Linked DNA regions of Mus musculus: region 2 is linked to region 1. Evidence: chromatin contacts called from public Hi-C data. All regions are on one chromosome and are shown on one strand. The core of a region is the stretch at or near the end of the contact, and the rest is flanking DNA. Distances in the headings are between cores, read along the strand shown. Region 1 overlaps Rin2 (Ras and Rab interactor 2). Region 2 overlaps BC039771 (cDNA sequence BC039771).

Region 1 (4,477 bases), core at 1,068-3,567:
GGCCGAACTGCACAGCCGGCCTCAGCCCCACATCTTCCACTTTGTCTACAAACGAATCAAGAGTGATCCTTACGGGGTGATTTTCCAGAATGGAGAAGACCTCACTCCCTCATAGGGGACACTTGGGACTTCCCATTGATACATCCAAAAAGGGAGCTGAGAGTCTAGCTTTCTGGCTGCCTTGGGTTTGAGCTTAGAAGACAGCCACCTCCTCAAGCATCCCTCAGTTCAGTGACTAAGCCATCCATAGGCTGATTTGGCCAAGGGCATCCTTTAGATACATTGCCCAGATGAGGTAGCTGAGATTTGGGAAATAGTAAGACTCTCATCCAGAAATGGTAAATTGCATTTAATGGTTCAGGTGTCCTGAGATCACTGGTTAGTTAACTAGTTAACCTTAGCCAGCTTCAGGGTTGGCTTACACATCTGTATATGTGCTGAGGAAACACTTAAGGTACAAACTCTTCTCTTGGATTCGATAGCAGCTGTTGACAAGACTGTCCGATGCAGTTCGTCAGGTCCCTCTCAGCTTTGTGGATGGCTCCATCCTTCCCTCTTGCCCTTCTTTTGTCCATCCTTCATCCTATACTTTTTTTTTTTTACAAAGAGCCTTTGTGTTTTTATATATTTCATAGAAAATTTTATAGCAGTTGCAGGTAAACTGTCAGGATTGGTTTTTAAAATATTTTTGTAACTTTTAAAATATTCTATAAGTATGCATGTGATTTAACATTTAATATTTGAAGATAAATCTCTTGCTGGATTTGAGAGTACTGCATTTTAGACGCCTCATAGATAATCTCTCTTCTATAACTGGATATTTTCGGCAAATTTGTGGGGAGAGACTTCTGGTTGTCTTAAAGAAATCCCTGACGCTGGCCACAGGCTGCCTTTGAAAAATCGGGTGTACTGTTGTTACATTGTTGTTACATTGTTCACTTTTAGCGGTGTATTGTTACATTGTTCACTTTTAGTGCTGGTGTCTGTTTATGTTTTTAAGCAATCGAGGCTGAGAATTAGAAGAGAAATGAATGTAGAGAGAGGTAGAGAGAGAAACACAGACTCTAAGGGGGGGACTGAGGAATGTAGTCTGCAGGTTCAGGCTCTTCGCAAGACGTTGGAAAAGGAGTCAGTACTGTAAAATATGTGCTGCGGTGAGCTTTGACAAAGATCTGTTCCATATGCTATCTGCTTTGGGGAAAAGTAAATCAAGGATAACGATCCCTCTGACCCATTTTGTAAGCCGACACTAAGGACATCCATTTATTTGGAGGCAGAAACCAAGTCATGTATAATACGAGTTTAGTTGAGTTCAATGAGATGTTGATGGGGAGAGAATGCACTAAAACCAAAACCAAACCAAAAACAAAACAAAACAAAAAACAAACCTTCTGTATTTGGTTGGGGCATGGTAGAGCTAACATTCACACACTAGCATGCTGGGTTCCATCCTCAGTGTGACAAATAATGAGCAAAACAAGCAGAAAACATGGATGTATGGTGAAGTTAGACTTATGTTGTATAAGATGAGTTTATGGACACACGTATTCCAGAAGGGTCATACATCAGTGTAATACAGATCATTGCAAAACAAAAGCAGAAAGCCATGTTACTATCCTGTGTAAGGATGTTCAGGCATCTGATCTGGAGGACCTCGTACCCTGTACAAGGCTTTTGTTGTCCCAGAACCCTCCCTTGGCACATGCTGGGTTGTGCTTCCTTTTGTAAATGATTTTCAATGGAATTTTGCACATAATACATTGTAATACTGTACAATAATCCTATGTAAAATAATTTTTGCAATATTCTTCAGTTGTCTTTTTTGTTGTTGGTGGTGGTGGTGGCAGCTATTTGTTTGAGTCAGAATATAATCATGTACCCAAAGATGCTGTGCAAGTGTACATGACAGTGGCTGGGGCTTGGTGGCCTCTGCCTTTTACCATAGCACCCAGGAGGCAGAGGCACATGGATCTCTGTGAGTTGCAGGCAAGCTGTGCTACATAGTGAGACCCTGTTTCAAACATCCAGGGGCGCAAACACACATGTGTACGCATGCACACAGTACACAACCATGAACTCCACGTTGATCTGGTAGTTTTGAAGAGCAAATAGGACACTGCTCCAAAGCTTATGGACCAATGGAACAGAAATCAAAAAGCGAAGAGAACAGTTGGTCCATGGCCCACAAGTATTTGCACGATTATCCAGCCCAGTACTTGGCTTAGATGGCTCCAGAGCAAATCACAACTGATCTGAACTCAGAGCCAGGCAGGGTCCTGCAGACAACTCCTCCCTGTCCTTAGGCAACCTCTGCTGTATCCTGGCTGAGAGTTAGGATTGCAAAATCTGCTAGCATCGCAGGCCTGATCCTCTGCTGGGTGTTCTGGGGATTGCAGCCATGCGACTGCTAAGTGCCCATTGCATCCCTGTGGATAGGGAGAAGGGAAGTTCAGAGGGTTTCTGGGATATCCATAAGATAGCTACTTCAGAGACCAGAAGGAAGGCTGACTGAGCTTGCTTTCAATGTTTGGAGCGAAGAGACACTGCTCGCGACATCTGTCCAGTTGCCCTCCCAACTCTGCAAATTTAGACGATGAGGCTGTCCTTAGGCTGAGGTACTCCTCTTAGATTAAAAGCGGGTCACGACATCCAAATTAGGCAGTTCGAGCAGGCCCCGTGAGAGCAGAGTCAGAAAAGCTAGAATGAGCAGAAGAAAACATCACAAGACTTGCCCTGGTTTGTCATTGGGCAATGCTTCCCTGGCAGAGTTTCAACACATGTGTCTTCAGTTTTCCCCCCACGCAGGCATTTCTCACTTCTCAGTTTGTCAGGAAACAGGCCCTGGTGGAGTTTGGATAGGGTAAGAGCAGAGTAAAAATATACATGCTGGACGGAGGGAGAGGAGGGTGCACTTCCAGACCTAAAAATATCTTGAATGGCAGCCAGAGGAAGGAATTTTGTTTTTGATGTTGGACAGACTGCCAACTATGACCCCCTTAGGGACACAGAAAAAAAAGAAAGAAATGGAAATTGTTAAGGTTGTTTGTATCATGTGGAAGTTACTTTAAATCTACAAGCAAATGCAAACTAAAGGAAGGAAGCTGGGCCTGACTGCTTCCATTCACAAAGGCAGCCTCACTGCCCTAGCAGCTCTGACCTTCCTCTTCTGGAAGAAACATGAAATAAAAGGGGCCTGTGGTGTTTAGGAGCCTGGCTCTACCCTCAGGTGTCTGGGAAGACTCACACAGGTGGGGATCTGTCTATGTGGGACACGTGGTGTAATTGCCCAGAAGTGTCTGAGAACAAAATGGCGACTCTCTGTTTTCAGACCATTCGAGTATGGGTAAATTTGAGACCCAAATGTTGTTTGCCATTTGGTGATCCTTAGTCGTGTGGGGAAGATGACCTTCTCCACAAGTCACATTACAGTGCCGAATCACAAGCAGATGGCGGGAAAGGAGAGGGAGGGAAGAACTGGCATTTGTTTCAGGAAACATGTTCCATACTGAAAAGGGTCTGTGTTTTAGCATCAATGAGTGGGTAGCAGCTGGCCCAGACTTCCACATGAATATTGACTCTGTTGGGGAAGGAACCATAGGGAGTTTAAAAGAACAAAACAAAACAAAACAAAAAGAGGGAAGCATATTTGGAGTTAGGAGTGTAGCTTGATAATACAGGGCTTGTGTAACATACTCTTGGTCCTGTGTTCGATACCCAGCATGCACTGCACACGCACGGCTACCCACCACTCCTCACTCCCACCTGTACCCCCCACACACACACACACCCACCAGGAACTCACTCAGAGATCCGAAGGGTATCAGTACTCTTCATTTTACATTTTGTTGATGTCATTTGATGTTTAAGACAAGTTTCACCATGTACCCTAAAACTGGCCATAAACTTGCTGTGGTCCTCCTGTCTCTGACTCCTGAGTCAGAGACTTTGTTTTCTTTTCAGACTAAGAGATTGAACCCAGACTAGATAGGTGCTTTACTATTGATCCCCACCCCAGTTCAGTCCAGAGCCAATACTCCTTTGTTGTCATTTTGAGATAGGGTCTCACACAGTCCAGGGCGGTCTCAAGCTCCCTGTAAAGTCAAGTATGGGGCTGGTGAGATGGCTCAGTGGGTAAGAGCACCCGACTGCTCTTCCGAAGGTCCGGAGTTCAAATCCCAGCAACCACATGGTGGCTCACAACCATCTGTAACAAGATCTGACTCCACTCTTCTGGAGTGTCTGAAGACAGCTACAGTGTACTTACATATAATAAATAAATAAATAAATCTTAAAAAAAAAGTCAAGTATGACTTTGAACTCCTGATCCTGAGTGCTGGGATTATATACATGTGACACAGAGCCCAGCTAGTGGGCCAGTACTCTTACCTGAGGGATAACCAAGGTTTGTCCTGAGGATTCTGGATGGAAAATGTCCCAAGGAGTGACGTGGCTAGGGGACGGGTTCTTTTCTTGATTC
Region 2 (4,477 bases), core at 649-3,148, 160 kb before region 1:
CCCACCATGGGGTCTTGGCTATAATAAGCTACAATATTAAGTAAGTGAGGCAGAAGTTGGTGAGTGCAGATTCTGGAATGGTACACTCCAGAAGATTAACAAGTAGGGCTGAGGCTTTAAAATTCTCTCTTCTACATTTTCGATGGCTTTGTTTTGCTTTTGTGATAAAAATGATACTTTTGGTGTAAAAAAAAAACAGATTTAAATTCACCCACGATGAGCTGTTATATCATAATTCTGTAGCCAAAAATATTGACAAGTTCAACCAGAAAATACTGTCTTTATGTCTGGGGTATAGTTTTAACATGTTTTAAGGAGGGAGGCATTTGGAAACATAGATAACTTATAGAAAACTAGATGTGTTGGTAATATGATCCCAAATGTTTCATGTGAAATGATCGATAATATCTTTGGGTCTTACTAAGTGACAAAATGTGCTGTGTAGTTTAGAATAAAACACGGTATCCTTAAATGCTGAACACAGAAAGCAAGTGTTTCTCGTGTTTGCTCTGAACCGTTTCATGGCAGGTGAGACGTAAATGTGTACTTGAAAAGTCACAAGTGGGGTGTGAAAGCAGGGATTGCTGAGGTTTGAGAAGCTTGGCCGTAGGAGATTCACAAACGTGGGGAAGAGAGTCACCCAAAGCCAGCCACTCTGACGCTATCTATACCCAGGCTGTCTGCTGCAGGCTCGACTCTCTTGAGCATTTAGGTTTGTGAGTGGTACGTGGATAGGTGACCGTGCTGTACACCTCCTCTGCCCTCTTTTTTTCTCTTCCTCGGTGCCTCCACCAGCCCGATGCTTCCTGATCCTGACTCATGGTGACTGTTCACAGCAACTGCTGCAGTCATGTAACATTCTACCCAAGGCTGCTCCCCCTCCCCACCCACATTGTTAAAGTCATTCAGCCCCTGATTTTTAAAGTCTACATGCTCATCTATAGGGCCAAAATAAACTAGATCCCCTCCAAACATTAATTCAATACTATGAATTAATTTTATGAAATTTGGCTATGTCTTGTTTTTCTACTCACAAAGAGGCTCAACATTTGTTTCTGCGTGGTTGTAATAAGCTCATACATCGAGTCTGAGCTTCATGGCTTTGTGTTTGCTTCCAGAAGGTTCCATAGTGATGGATTCCAGTAACTTTGAAGATTGCTTGTGAGATAATCAGATTTGTTTGTTTTGGTTTTTTTTTTTATTTCATTTGAATGGATTTAATCTTATCCTCTTATCTAAAGCTATTAAGTAATTCATTTTGAGAATTAAATTATGCTAGAGAAAAGACAATACAGCAGAAGCTTTTATATGTAAAGATAAAAGGAATATAAAGCAAAAAGTCAAAGTTTCAAAGTTTGGTGGTATGCAAAAGAAATCAAAGAAGGCATATAAAGGAATGTTGAAGAGTATCAAAAACTATTACATTGCTCCCCTTTGCTTCTCACCACTCCTGAGTTTGCTGACAAGAGTTCAGTTGTTTTGTGCAGTTGCACTGGGACGATGCTGGTTTACTTTGTCATCATTGCGTTTCTTTGTTTTGGAAAGTCACTTTTCTGCTGCTCCTTTACACGCCATAAAAGCGGAAGCCACCCCGACATTCTCGGTGTGGTATTTGCTGATACTGAAGTGTGTTTATGTGGTTTCAATCTGTAGTCCCCAAACCCCTGCTCCTTAACCTTTTCTTTTGGATAATGTGAATCATGGTTCGTTTTTGTTTTTTGTTTTGTTTTTTTTTCTTCTACCCTCGGCTCCATGATTCAGAACCATTCACTTCCTCAGGATCACTAAATTGCCCCCACAGCCCTCTGGGAAGCTGATTTGTCATGACTGAGCAAGCCACCTTGTGTGCCATTGGCCAGCACCAGCTGAATAGCTACCCTGAGGGAGTGGGATAAAGGTGGCCGCCACATCCTGCTTTGGGGAAGTGACAAAAGGCCCAGTCTTGAGGATGTGTCTGCTTTGTAGCAGTGCATGGGTTCCTCTTTATTTATAATGTACAGATAAATCTCATATTGAGAAAAGACAAAGCTGTCTCATTGGTGGACTCACTTCTACTCACAAGGTGCAGTTATAAGAGTTGAGCATCACCATCCCCACGGGTTCATGGTACATGTTTGTGAGTGACTTGAATTTTACCATATAGATGCAGCTTTGAAAAACTTGGAACGGATTCATATACCCCAAACACATTTGAACTTACTTGAGTCTAATTTCAGAGAAATTCGAGGCAAGAGTTTTTTTTTTTTTTTTTTTTTTTTTTTTTCTGTCCCTCCTTAGACGAGACGTACCAAGTCATTCTGAAAGTGGTACCTTAGTTACGCTCAGGTATTTTCAGTAGTTTCCACTCCGTGTCATCTTGTCCATAGAAAGCTCGAGATTATCAGCCCCAAAGGTAGATGGGACCCCACCTCTACATGAGGCCCTTTTCTTACTTATTGTAAAACAAACCTTTCAGGTTCATGAGACAAAGTAGTTTAAGAATGGGGACAAACATGTAAAGTAGTTACAGGCTGGACACGTGTCAGAAGGTCAGTTTTGCTTTCAGCTTTAGGTAGTGTTAAGACTGAGTTTTTAAAAAAGATTTATTTATTTGTATTATGTATCTGAGTACACCGTAGCTGTGCAGATGGTTGTAAGCTATCATGTGGTTGCGGGAAATTGAACTCAGGACCTCTGCTCGCTTCGGCCCAAAGATTGATTTATTATTATATGTAAGTACACTGTAGCTGTCTTGAGACACAGCAGAAGAAGGCGTCAGATCTCATTACGGATGGTTGCTGGGATTTGAACTCAGGACCTTTGGAAGAGGAGTCAGTGCTCTTAACCGCTGAACCATCTCTCCAGCCCAAGACTGAATTTTTACCTCAGGTTTCCTGTAAGCTTCCCAACATGGAAACTTAGGGATAGAAACACTGGTAGCAAACAGTGCCTCCTGGAAAGGGGTGGATGTCACTGACCCTAAGCTGAGTCACAAGCATACAAAGCTGGATCAAGAGACAGAGAGAAGGCTCGGTCTGTAAAGGCCCTTACCACCAAGCCTGGCAAAATGGAAGCTGAAAGATACTGGAAAATTACCTTTATATTTTCAAAATTAAAATCACTCCATGGTCAGTAGCTTGTTTGGGGTCAGGTACTGTGGAGGGCCAAGGCTGAGGATCAAGTTCTCATGGATTGGATGTAGAGTCTGAGCTTCAGTCAAGAGCTAAAAGCACACATTGGCATTCAAATCCTGATTGCTGTGAATTTCAGTAGTAGTGAAGTGTTATGTTACCTGTCAGACCTATAAAGATTTAATAATTGTTAATGCTCATAGTTTAAAAGAGGTTGTGACATGGTTTAAAATACACACAAAAAAACTAAAAACAAATTTTTTTTAGTTAGTTGAGGTATTGTGGTATATCTATCTGTCTTTGAAGTAATATTTTACACTTATGAAAGAGACAAGGTAGATATATCTGATGAATACACCAGTAGACAGTCTGCGCAGTGATTTCTCTATGTAAAAAATGTGTGTGCACATGTACCTCACATACGAACACATTTGAGCATTCATACATATCCATGTTCCTAACACCTAGTAAGATTTATTTCTAGGTGAATAAAGACTAGAATGTGTTTTAGTCAGGTAGCATGGCCATAACAAAATACTACCAAGATAATAGCTTTTGCAACAGAAATATACTACATTTAGTTCTGAAAGCCAGGGAGGGCTGAGATCAGCGTGCCCACGTGGTTGGGTTCTGGTGAGGGCTGCTTCCTGGCTTGCCGTGGGCTTCCTGACTTGTTGCTGGCTTCCTTCTCCCTACATCCTCAAGTGGTAGAGAATGTGAGCAAGCACTCAGGGAACCGAGGGCACTAACACCATTGTGGGGGGTGGGGTGTACTGGTTAGTTTTGTGTCAACTTGACACAGCTGGAGTTATCACAGAGAAAGGACCTTCAGTTGAGGAAATGCCTCCATGAGATCCAACTGTAAGGCATTTTCTCAATTAGTGATCAAGGGGGAAAAGCCCCTTGTGGGTGGGACCATCTCTGGGCTGGTAGTCTTGGGTTCTATAAGAGAGCAGGCTGAGCAAGCCAGGAGAGGCAAGCCAGTAAAGAACATCCCTCCATGGCCTCTGCATCAGCTCCTGCTTCCTGACCTGCTTGAGTTCCAGTCCTGACTTCCTTGGTGATGAACAGCAGTATGGAAGTGTAAGCCGAATAAACCCCGTCCTCCCCAACTTGCTTCTTGGTCATGATGTTTGTGCAGGAATAGAAACCCTGACTAAGACAAATTGGTACCAGCAGAGTGGGGTATTCCTGTGACAACCTGACCATGTTTTGGGGAGGACTGTGGAAGGACTTTGGAACTTTGGGCTTGAAGATCCATCCGTTGTTAAGAGCTCTGTCGGATGTTGTGTAGGAGCTTGGAAGATAATGTTGAGAACACTGCAGAAGATGGAGGTTTGGTTTGTGAAATTTCAGAGGGAAAATTA

The links. A called contact is a pair of places that touch in the nucleus more often than the background predicts.
Region 2: a contact with region 1 is called in a Hi-C map of bone marrow-derived macrophages, with 39 read pairs. The contact joins two enhancer-like sites. A contact is called at or near these places in 3 of 484 Hi-C or Micro-C datasets (bone marrow-derived macrophages, conventional type 1 dendritic cells and nephron progenitors), 3 of 115 datasets of contacts at active chromatin or transcription factors (bone marrow-derived dendritic cells, embryonic stem cells and microglia) and 2 of 9 other capture datasets (bone marrow-derived macrophages and embryonic stem cells).

Annotation. Positions count from the first base shown.
Region 1 is chr2:145,885,809-145,890,285 of GRCm38.p6, forward strand. It overlaps Rin2 (Ras and Rab interactor 2), which reads left to right. Exons shown (of 13, transcript NM_028724.4): 13 at 1-1,808. The coding sequence ends at 115. All of the region lies in intron 2 of Gm39954 (a long non-coding RNA gene), which reads right to left. Among named protein-coding and RNA genes, the nearest start is that of Gm39954, 6.1 kb to the right of the region's middle. Within about 2 kb of position 2,318, at least 190 of the 459 cell types and tissues checked have an H3K27ac peak or open chromatin away from gene starts, as enhancers often do. A contact at or near this core is called in bone marrow-derived dendritic cells and bone marrow-derived macrophages, where this site is marked.
Region 2 is chr2:145,728,798-145,733,274 of GRCm38.p6, forward strand. The region is part of intron 2 of BC039771 (cDNA sequence BC039771); the gene reads left to right. Among named protein-coding and RNA genes, the nearest start is that of Gm34513, 7.2 kb to the left of the region's middle. Within about 2 kb of position 1,899, at least 39 of the 459 cell types and tissues checked have an H3K27ac peak or open chromatin away from gene starts, as enhancers often do. A contact at or near this core is called in bone marrow-derived dendritic cells and bone marrow-derived macrophages, where this site is marked.